3 separate regions of the Zea mays genome follow, and regions 1 and 2 are each linked to region 3. A link is a contact called in public Hi-C data. All regions are on one chromosome and are shown on one strand. The core of a region is the stretch at or near the end of the contact, and the rest is flanking DNA. Distances in the headings are between cores, read along the strand shown.

The links. A called contact is a pair of places that touch in the nucleus more often than the background predicts.
Region 1: a contact with region 3 is called in a Hi-C map of leaf, with 6 times the contacts expected there. The contact joins the promoter of LOC103632169 here to the promoter of LOC100502157 in region 3. A contact is called at or near these places in 4 of 25 Hi-C or Micro-C datasets (ear, leaf and tassel).
Region 2: a Hi-C map of tassel shows a contact between it and region 3, with 4 times the contacts expected there. The contact joins the promoter of LOC103633782 here to the promoter of LOC100502157 in region 3. A contact is called at or near these places in 3 of 25 Hi-C or Micro-C datasets (ear, leaf and tassel).

Annotation. Positions count from the first base shown.
Region 1 is chr7:26,440,919-26,444,011 of Zm-B73-REFERENCE-NAM-5.0, forward strand. It overlaps LOC103632169 (protein CIA1), which reads right to left and starts at 1,349. Exons shown (of 10, transcript XM_020541778.3): 1 at 957-1,349; 2 at 695-841; 3 at 382-600; 4 at 115-179. The coding sequence starts at 1,136.
Region 2 is chr7:26,265,055-26,268,170 of Zm-B73-REFERENCE-NAM-5.0, forward strand. It overlaps LOC103633782 (pentatricopeptide repeat-containing protein At3g06920), which reads right to left and starts at 1,739. Exons shown (of 2, transcript XM_020541033.2): 1 at 1-1,739. The coding sequence starts at 1,604.
Region 3 is chr7:26,736,722-26,740,149 of Zm-B73-REFERENCE-NAM-5.0, forward strand. It overlaps LOC100502157, which reads left to right and starts at 1,587. Exons shown (of 1, transcript NM_001196635.1): 1 at 1,587-2,576. The coding sequence starts at 1,653. The coding sequence ends at 2,324. LOC100192095 reads right to left here. Exons shown (of 3, transcript NM_001137518.1): 3 at 3,094-3,428. The coding sequence ends at 3,287.

The sequences.
Region 1 (3,093 bases), core at 99-2,598, 300 kb before region 3:
TCCTAAGTTAACTGCAAAATCATACAAGCAAATTGTTATCATATGGTTCACATGGAATCCATAATGATGGCTCACAAAGTCAGAAGGGCCGGCAAGAGGAAAGGAGCACTTTACCAGTTATTGGCTTCAGTTAGTGTCTGCACACAGTGCCACTCATCGTCTCCATCACCAGCCCAGACCTGCATTATACAAGCTGCCATATGAACCAATTTAATAGCAGCAGAATTTAGAGGCTCCACCCTTCTTTGTTCCGGCAGCCAAGTAATAGCAACCCAAAATAGCAAAGCAACTTGCGCATGGAAGAATTTGAACATGATACATAGGATAAGCGAACGCAATTGCACAATGGACGCATCTGTTCAGAGTTGGACAGGTTCATACCCTGATGGAATTATCATAGCTGACGGAGACCAAAATGTCAAGAATTGGGTGCCACTGCACCATCTTGACGTCCTGCGTGTGGCCCGGCAGCACCGAGACACACTCGAACTCGTTCCCTGGCAGCACCTCCCATATCCACACCATCTTGTCCCGGCTGCATGTGGCGAGCAGTGACCCAGACGGGCTCCATGACACGCTCTTCACCTCGTTGTCGTGCCCCTGCACGCCCAGAGCACAGAGGTCAGCATCCACAGAAAGCACAGCAAGTGGTGTGGGCACCGATCCTGATCCTTGCCAAGCTTAGCAAACTCAACTCCAGCGTGGCGACGCACTCAAAGTCGGCGCCGTTGTACTCCCACACTGCCGTGGTGGCGTCGAAGCTCGCGGTGGCGAGCAGCTTCCCGTTGGGGGACCAGGCGCAGGACCTCACCGTGCGGTTGTGCGTGTCTTCCAGCACATCCTGCCCCGAACCAAGCGACGAGATTAAGCTACGACACGCGTCAAACCCGTAATTTTAAACCAAACGGACGGAGCCACACTTCGGGGAGAGGAGGGACGAGGGTGGCGCTAGTTACCGAGCACTGCCAGGCGCCGTCAGGGGCGCGCTTCCAGATCCGGACGGTCTTGTCGCCGCTGCAGGAGGCGAGAACGGGGCTGGAGCCGGGGCCCGGGGCGGGGTTCCAAGCGAGCGCCCACACGCGGTCGGCGTGGCCCGTCAGGCGGTGGGCCTCGCGCAGCTCCGCGCCGACGTCCATGGCCCGGCCTCCGGCGACCAGCGGCGCGTCTAGGGTTTCGGGGATCGGCCGGGTCGAGCTACGGCGTACGGTCACTCGGAGGAGCAGGGGGCGGAGAGAGGAGAGGAGGGGCAGGTGAGGTCAAACCTTCAGTAAAAGGTGCGAGGCGGCGAGGCGGCGAGGCCCGAGGGGAGATGTGACGAACTGGGCCGGGGGAGTACACGTACACGACATTTGCCCGGGTTAATTAGTTGTGTGCTATTATAATTTTTTTGAAATTTTTTTAGTGGGTAGCTTTGCCATTAAATTTTTTATTAGATTTAAAATACGGATTTTATACTGTCTTAGAATCACGTCCACCGACACTATACGTATTTTGGTATTGCCCACTTTTTTTTCTCAAACGGCTCCTAGCTGCCTTGGGGCTATAAAAGGGACCACTAGACGCATGGAGTAGAATACCAAGCACCTCTTGAATATCCTAAGACGCCGAGACCTCGCATTCGTGTATTTGATTCACTGTGTTAGAGATTTGAGCATTTTTCTGAGTTGTAACTGCGTTGTGCTGCATTCGTGTGCTCGTTCTCGTCTTGTGTGCGTGTTAGTGCTGCGACTCTCGCTTTTGTGTGTGTTGCTATTCCCACCTTACTTCTGTGCTCATTCGAGATCATTTTGTGTAAGGCGTGAGTGACTCCAAAATATGGAGATTCCTCACAAGGGGATAAACTTGAGATAAAGAGAACCGTGGTATTCAAGTGGATCATTGGATCACTTGAAAAGGGTTGAGTGCAATCCTCGTCCGTTGGGATGCCACAACGTGGACTAGGCAAGTGTTCCAGTTGGCCGAACTATGAGATAAAAATCGTTGTGTCACCTGTCTTTATTCTTGTGCGGTTCTCTCTACTTCTACTCACTTTATAATTGCTCTAAGTTTAATACTCATCTTGTGAGGAGCAATTAAGTGAAGAAGTTATCTCTTCTCGTTCTCTCCCTCTCTAGTCAAAGCACCTTGGTTTTGACTTCACTAACATTTCATAAATCAAGTTTGTGTTGTTTAGTCTTGATTTTTACAGGATCGTCTATTCACACCCTCTAGGTGCTCTCACCTTGTCCAAAACAACTTTTAGAACTGGAGGGAGTACGCATCATTTTATATTGTGGCTCACCATTTCCATTCACACTTAGCGGGTTTCACATCTTAGCCACATGCGCTATGAGGTGCCCTCCCTCCCATTTCTTGGGACGAAGACGAATAGAGTAGACGAGTAGTAGACTAGCATGTCTAAGAGCATCTCAAGAGACTATATATTTTTACTCTTTATTTAACTCTTTATTTATGTCTCCATAAAGATTATTAAACTCTATATGTAACATCTCATTCCAACAAATTTCCTAGCAAGTAAGTTAGTTTGGCTAGCTGAAGTGGCTAGCCAATTTTAGCTAGAGGGGGTCAATTTGGAGAGCTAGATAGTTTAGCGAGTTGGATAGCTAATCTGTTAAAGAGTTATTTTACTGTTAAATAGCTACAATTTGGCTTGGCAAGTCATTTGACCAGTCTCTTGAAGATGATCTAAGACTAACTCTAGGGACATACTCTAAAACATTCTCTTCCATGTATTTAGAGAAGGTTCTCTCCTTGGTAAGCTTCAACGGTATCCTCTAATACGTAAGGCCAGTTTCATGAATTTTTGAAGTTCCTCAGAGGGTGCTTGAAAAACACTGTTTTCATACATCCTCATGAAATTGCACAAAAATTACTCACCATGTCATTGGTTACATGATCTACCGATTCAATTCTGTTTGTCCACTCGATAACCATTAAAGATAATTAAGTAAACTAACACAAATTAATTGTATTATAGAAGCTAAAGTCTATGTGCAAGTGAAACACTCTTAAACCCTGTCTAATTAATCTGTTGAAGTTGTTTCGTGGTAAAGCTGGAAAACTAAAGCTGCAATTTTTGAAGTGAAGCCCTCA
Region 2 (3,116 bases), core at 489-2,988, 470 kb before region 3:
ACACAATCCATGTATGTATTCAGTAGAGTAAGATCAGGCTGGCATCCTCGACGATTCATCTCTTTGAAGATTTTGTGTCCATCTTCCTTCCTCCCATGCATGAAGAAATTCCTTATCAAGGATGTATAAACAACAGGATTAGCATTGTGGCCTGTATCTAGCATGTTTTCAAATAACCTATAAGCATCATCAACATTTCCTTTCTTTCCTAATCCATCAATAAGAGAACAATAAGTCACAGAATTAGGATTGCAACCTCTCTGACTTGCAGTTTCAAACATCTCATAGGCCTCCTCAAACTTCTTTGCTTTGCAGAGCCTATCAACCATTATATTCACTGTCAACAAGTTAGGGAACAAACCAACACGTTCCATCTCATCCCGTATCACATAGGCCTCCTCAACCCTTCCAGCCATGCAAAGCATACCAATGATGATGTTATATGTAGAGGAATTTGGCTCTGCATCCTTTTTCATTGCCTCAAACAAGATCAGTGCTTGATCAACTTCACACTTCTTCCCAAGGCAAGTGAGAATCGAATTAAATGACACAACAGATGGAATACAACCCCTATCCTTTAACTGATCAAGAAGCTTATAGGCATTCTCAAACTGGCCTGCTGACCCATAACCCATGATCATTGTATTATACGCATACGCACAAGGCACAGCTCTTTCTGTCTCCATCTGACCAAACAGCTCCTCAGCCTCACTTAGCTTCCCTGCCTTGCACAACACCCAAATCATGCTCGTGTACGATACATCATCTGGCTTGAACCCTTGCGACTTCAACTCATGGAAGAACTTCCAGGCCATGTCCACATTCCCAGCCTTCCCGAAACAATCAATACACACATTGTACAGCACAATGTCAGGCTCGAGGCAGTTCCCCTTCACCTCGTCCACTAGTGCCAGGGCTCCCTCAACGCGCCCCTCACGGGCCAAAGCCCGCACCAGCGTCGTGAACAGCGGCACGCCCACCTCGTACCCGACTTCCTGCATCTGCCGCAGCAGTTCCAGCGCGCGTTCAGGCCGCCTGGCCTCCGCCATTGCGCCGATCAGCACGGTGTACGCCGAGAACGCTGGGCGGAACTTGAGCCGCCTCATTGTCCCAATCATGCGCTCGGCGTCGTCAAGGCGGTGGGTGCGCACTAGTGCCGCGACAAGGTCGGCGCAGGTGGGGTTGGGAACGCCGTACCCAAGGACGCTCATTTCCTCGAGAACTTCTTCCATGGCTGCGAGGTCGTGGAAGAGGAACGGGAGGACGGCGTTGTATGCGTCGGCGGGGAGCGGGTGCGGGGAGGCGGAGGAGGAGGCAAGGAAGAAGGGAGCGGCGAGAGAGGGGTTCTTGAGGGACCGTAGGACGGTTATAACGGCATCGCCGGCGGAGGCGGAGGCAGTGGAAAGGGAGGAAGAGACGGCGCCGGCAAGGTCGGGCGTCCAGGAGGGTGCGGCGGAGAGGAGGCGGAGAAGCTCGGTGGCGAGAGTGTTGGGGTGGTGCGGTGGGGGTGGTTTTGTGGAGAGGTAACGCCGGATGCGGAGAAGGGTGGGTGCGACGAGGACCTGGCGGCGAGCCGCCGGTGCCCACAGCGCCGCCGCCGCCATAGAGAGGGATTGATAAAAGAAAAACCCTAGCTGAGAATCAAGGCGGCTTGCCCATTTGGGAGATACTAGCAAGCATGGAATCAGATCCTCTGAAGTTGGCCGAAATGACCTACTCTACAGTTCCTCATCTGCTCCGTTTGTCCCAAATCCAACGATGATAAACTAACGACTCATCTCCCACGCAATGGAGCTGGGCTTGCAATTGCAACCGTTGCGGCCCAACAAAAGCACGTACTGCTCAGCTTTTTTTGGCGCGGCGTCTTGTTTTTCGGCGCAAGGACTAGCAGATAGCAAGTGTTTTTTTTGTATATTATGTTGATGCTAGCAAATGTCCTTTAATTATACATAAATATGCTTATTATGAGTTTGTAAAACTGGAACTGCATATGCGTGTTGAGCGCCAAAAGGGTGATCGCACGGTCCGCACTGGTGGTGCGGACCGTCCTCGCGCGTAGAACTAATTAGGGTTCCGAGTTTTTGCTACGGTTGTTAGCTAGATTCGCGGGATTAACTCGGGAGATTGGTTTGTAATGGGTCCAACCCCCTCCTCTATAAATATAGAGGAATACGGTCGATTAATAATCATCAATCGAATCAATAATCAGTTCATCTCTCGTTTTTTACCTTATGCATTAGGAGTAGTTCTAGTTTAGTTCTAGTTTAGCCTCTCAATCTCTAAATTCTTCGCTTCTCTTCGCTTCTACGTCGATTAGAGGTGTTTAGGGTGGTCTGTCGATCCTAGGCATCATCTAGAATCTCTCCTCCCCGACGGGGTCCCTCTCGGGAGCGAGATTCAGGCACCGTTGGCGAACTCCGCTGCCCCTGCGCACGCGCGGACCGTCCGGCCCATCAGGCAGGGAACCCTAGTGAAAGGGAAATGTGCCTTTGAGCAATTTCTATTATGTTTTGGTGATTAAGTGTATAACACATTTAATTGAGTTCTTAAGTGCTAAATGAAGAAAGAAGTGCAAATCAAAAGAATGTATGTTTCTGTTGGGGACTTGTTCTCAAATGCTATGAATTAAGAACAAGGCAGCACAAGATGTTAAATGTTAATGCCCTTCATCCTTCGATGCATTATTTCCCTTAGGATATAATGATCTTCAGACGAAGGTCATGAAGGACATACCTTCATCATCGCAGTATATGTTAAATAAAAAGAAGAAGCATATGACATGTAAGAAACAACATAAACAATCATATAACATTATCAATTTATTCTTATTATATGATCATGGAAAGGCGAATACAATATTAAATTACAAAAGTACCTTCGACTTGATAGAAGGCAAGAAAGTACAAGCGTGATGCAAAATCAAGCACAAGTCAGCGTGAACAGTATGTGGGTACTGTTCACCTATTTATAGGCACAGGACATAGCCTATGAGAAATTACAGTCATGCCCTTTACATTTACTATTGGCTTATAGAAAAATCTATGAGGACTGGATAGCCTTTTCCCCTTTAAGTCGATTCCTTTTCCCGTGATTGAGCCGAAGCTCCTTTGTGCATA
Region 3 (3,428 bases), core at 337-2,836:
AGGCCCAGCCAAGGCTGAGGCTAGATAGCTCGGTCATACAACCGCTGGACTATCCGGTGCTGCCCAGACTAGCCCACTTTCTCCTCTTTTGTGTCAAACTCCTTTGGCTTCTTTTCGCTTGACTTGAGATGATCCCTAGAACTTAGATAAACATACTTAGAAACTAAAACAATTGACTAAGTGATAGAATCAAACCTTTTTCACATCTTTTCACCGAGATTTGCAATATGTGCAAACTCAAGCCCAAAAAGTGCATTTCTCTACAAAGTGTGTTAGTGCCCAATCACAAATACTAGAAACATTATAAAGAATCTATGCAACATATTTAAAAGTGTAAACCTCACACTTATGCCACTTTACACAAAGTTCATGTTGGGTCCATGTTAGAGCTCTTTTGGACTTGATATCTTCAATTTGCTTTCTTCTACACCTGTGCTTATGCTCATCCAAATAGTGTTAGTCCAAAGTGGTGTGTTGGGCAGTTAATCACCAAAACAACTAGAAATGGCCAAAGGACACATTTCCCTTTCAATCTCCCAATTTTTGGTAACTTATGCCAACACACTTAAAGCAACTAAAAACTACTAACTTGACCAGATATGAGTCAACTTTTGCAAATTGAACTCAAATTAGAAACCAATTTAATAAGTATAGGATTTAGGATATTTGGATCATTTTGCCACCACTCATTTTGAATTTTGCAATCAAACTCATTTTTCTCACTTCTAAGTCAAAACTCTTTAGCTTTGCCACTCAAACCATTTTTAGAGACTAGTTTTGATCAAATACCAAAAACTCTCCCTTTTCTTATAAGAAAGATCTCTCTCATAAGGGAATAGTTTTGCAATAAGAGAGCTCCTCTTTGCAATCAAGAGGGGTTTGATAAAAAAGACAAGTTTAGGGTTTTGGAATGCAGGAGGAGGAGAGAAGAACAACGAGGGCTCGACGAGATCAACTGGTGAGAAGGAAGAAACATCCCCGGCAGTTGTGCGCGTGATGGAGGATAGGGTTTTGGAAAAAAAAATCTAAACATTTTTTTTGTAATGGATGGCATTGGTAGTAAATAACATAGAACTCCATATCTATGTCCATATTCCAGTGTTTTGGAGTTGGAAAAAAGGTGCTACAAACTCTAGCATGAAAATGAACTAGAGCTCTATCAACTTCATGTAGTTAGGCTGCTTCAAAAAATTGTGGAGTTGGAGCGTTTGGATGGCTAAACTCAAATCCAGGCTGGAGTTTGGAGTTTGAGCCATGTCAAATAGAGTCTAAGTTGAACGGAGCTGTTCTAATTTAGGAATATTCATCGTAGATGTTGCATCTGGCGCCTCTCAATTGACTCACATAGGCTTGTTTGGTTGTGCCATGCACAATTCTCAGGCGTTCGATTTTGTCGCTGGAGCTGAGATCCTTGTCTTGCCGGCTAGCATTTTGCTCGCCACAATAGAAGAAAAAATAAAAGGTCAACAACAACAGCATATGTAGCCAACCAGCAACAGCAAGTCAGTGCGGAGGCAGTACGAAACACAGTTTTTTTTTATTGTCGGAGCAGGACTGAAATTACCAACCAAACTGTAGTTCCCCATCCATTCCGCGGCGCCGGCGGATACCTTCTCCCTGCATCGCCATCGGAGCCCAAGATTTGCTACGCCATGTGCTTCGACGACTGCTGTTGCTGCGGCTGCTACGACGCCTTCTGCGACCGGTGCTGCCCCTGCATCTCCTACGACACGCGCGAGACCATCTTCAGCATCTGCATCTGCTTCCTCGTGGTCGCCGCCGTCGTCCTCTTCGTCGTGCTCCTCGCCGCCTACGGGTTCATCCGCCACGTGGAGGTCGCCGTCGAGGCCGCCTCGCTGACCAGGTTCGCCCTCGTGACCACCCCGGCCACCGCGTTCGCCTACAACCTCTCCCTCACGCTCACCGTCCGCAACCGGAACTGGGCCATGAGCATCAAGAACACCAAGCCGCTGGAGGCCGACTACAGCTTCGACGGCCAGCGGTTCGACCGCATCGAACTCGCCGACAAGGGGGACGTCCACCCCGCGGGCAAGACCCGGGTGTACCACCTCGACTCCGGCGCGGAAGGCGCGTACGTGGCGCTGGGGAACGCCGGCGTCGCCGAATTCGGGAAGGAGAACGCAACGGGGCTGTTCCAGGTGGAGGTGGCGCTCGCCGGCGAGGTGAGGTACAAGGCGCACGTCACCAAGTGCAAGCTGGCCGCGACGTGCCCGCTGAAGCTGCAGCTCGCGCCGCCGGGGACGCCAGCCGTCGTCTTCCAGAAGGTCAAATGCAAGCTCGACAAGCCCGACAAGAACTGCTAGACAACGAGCCGGCCGAGTGGCGAGTGTTGTTCAATTTGTTAAAGTTGTGTAGTAGCAATGAGCTAGTGATTGACGATTGTGCTTTTATTTAAAATTTTAGCAATGAGCAGTAATTTATTTGAACTGGAATTGTTGGTAAATGTCTGTAATGTACGGAGGCACAGGGAGAGACGAGAGACGGCTCCATAATTTTTTTTTTGAAACACTCACTTTTGTTTGGTTAGCTCTTAATTCATATGGATTGAGTGATTTAAATTCTAAGTAAGTCAAACTTTTTCTTAATTTTTTTCAATTCTATTCCATCCATGTGTAATATGAGTAATCAAATAAGATCTTAGACACCTCAAACATCCTCTACATTAAACACCCTAACTGTTCATTTCATTTGGTAGCCTGACAACGCCGTCTTCGTTCTCATCCAGCCCATTCCCCGTTTTTCCTCGGGCTGATCACTCTGCTGACACTCGTTTCCGTCACGGTCTTCCTCCTCCCAACCAGGCGCACCCGCAACATACTTGGAATATACAGGCATATATATAACTATAAATATTCTCGGGGCCACAAGTTTTGAGGAGCACGATGAGGCGGCGGCATGCCAGTGAATGCTGGCTGCATACCTGAACTGAACAGTTCATCAGCCAACTTTTCATCTGAACGCCTTCACAGGTCAAATACAAAAATCAGAGACTGCATACAATTCAGCCATTGAGGGAGCAATCAAGCATCGATGGAGCGCCATCATCAGAAGAAAGAATGGCAAGGTAACTTTCCAGGTGAATTAGTAGCCGCGACCTAAATAAATCACATTATAAAAAATTACAATTCTCTACAGGCTTACAGGGTCGGGGGAATCCACTAGTCGGCGGAGTATCAAATATACAATACAGTGAATTCAAGCATTCAGACGACTGTTCTGCTCTTTAGCAGCTGTACCGGCATCGTAGAAGCATGTACGCCAAGGATCATCGTCTATTCTCATCTTCAATGACCTCATGTCCCTCGACTTCACTCGCTTCTGTGGCAACGGCGGCAGCAGCATGAACAGTGTTATTGCTACCACGGCAGTGCAGTAGCTGGCGCTGAAGGCTCTCGATAAGCTGGTTG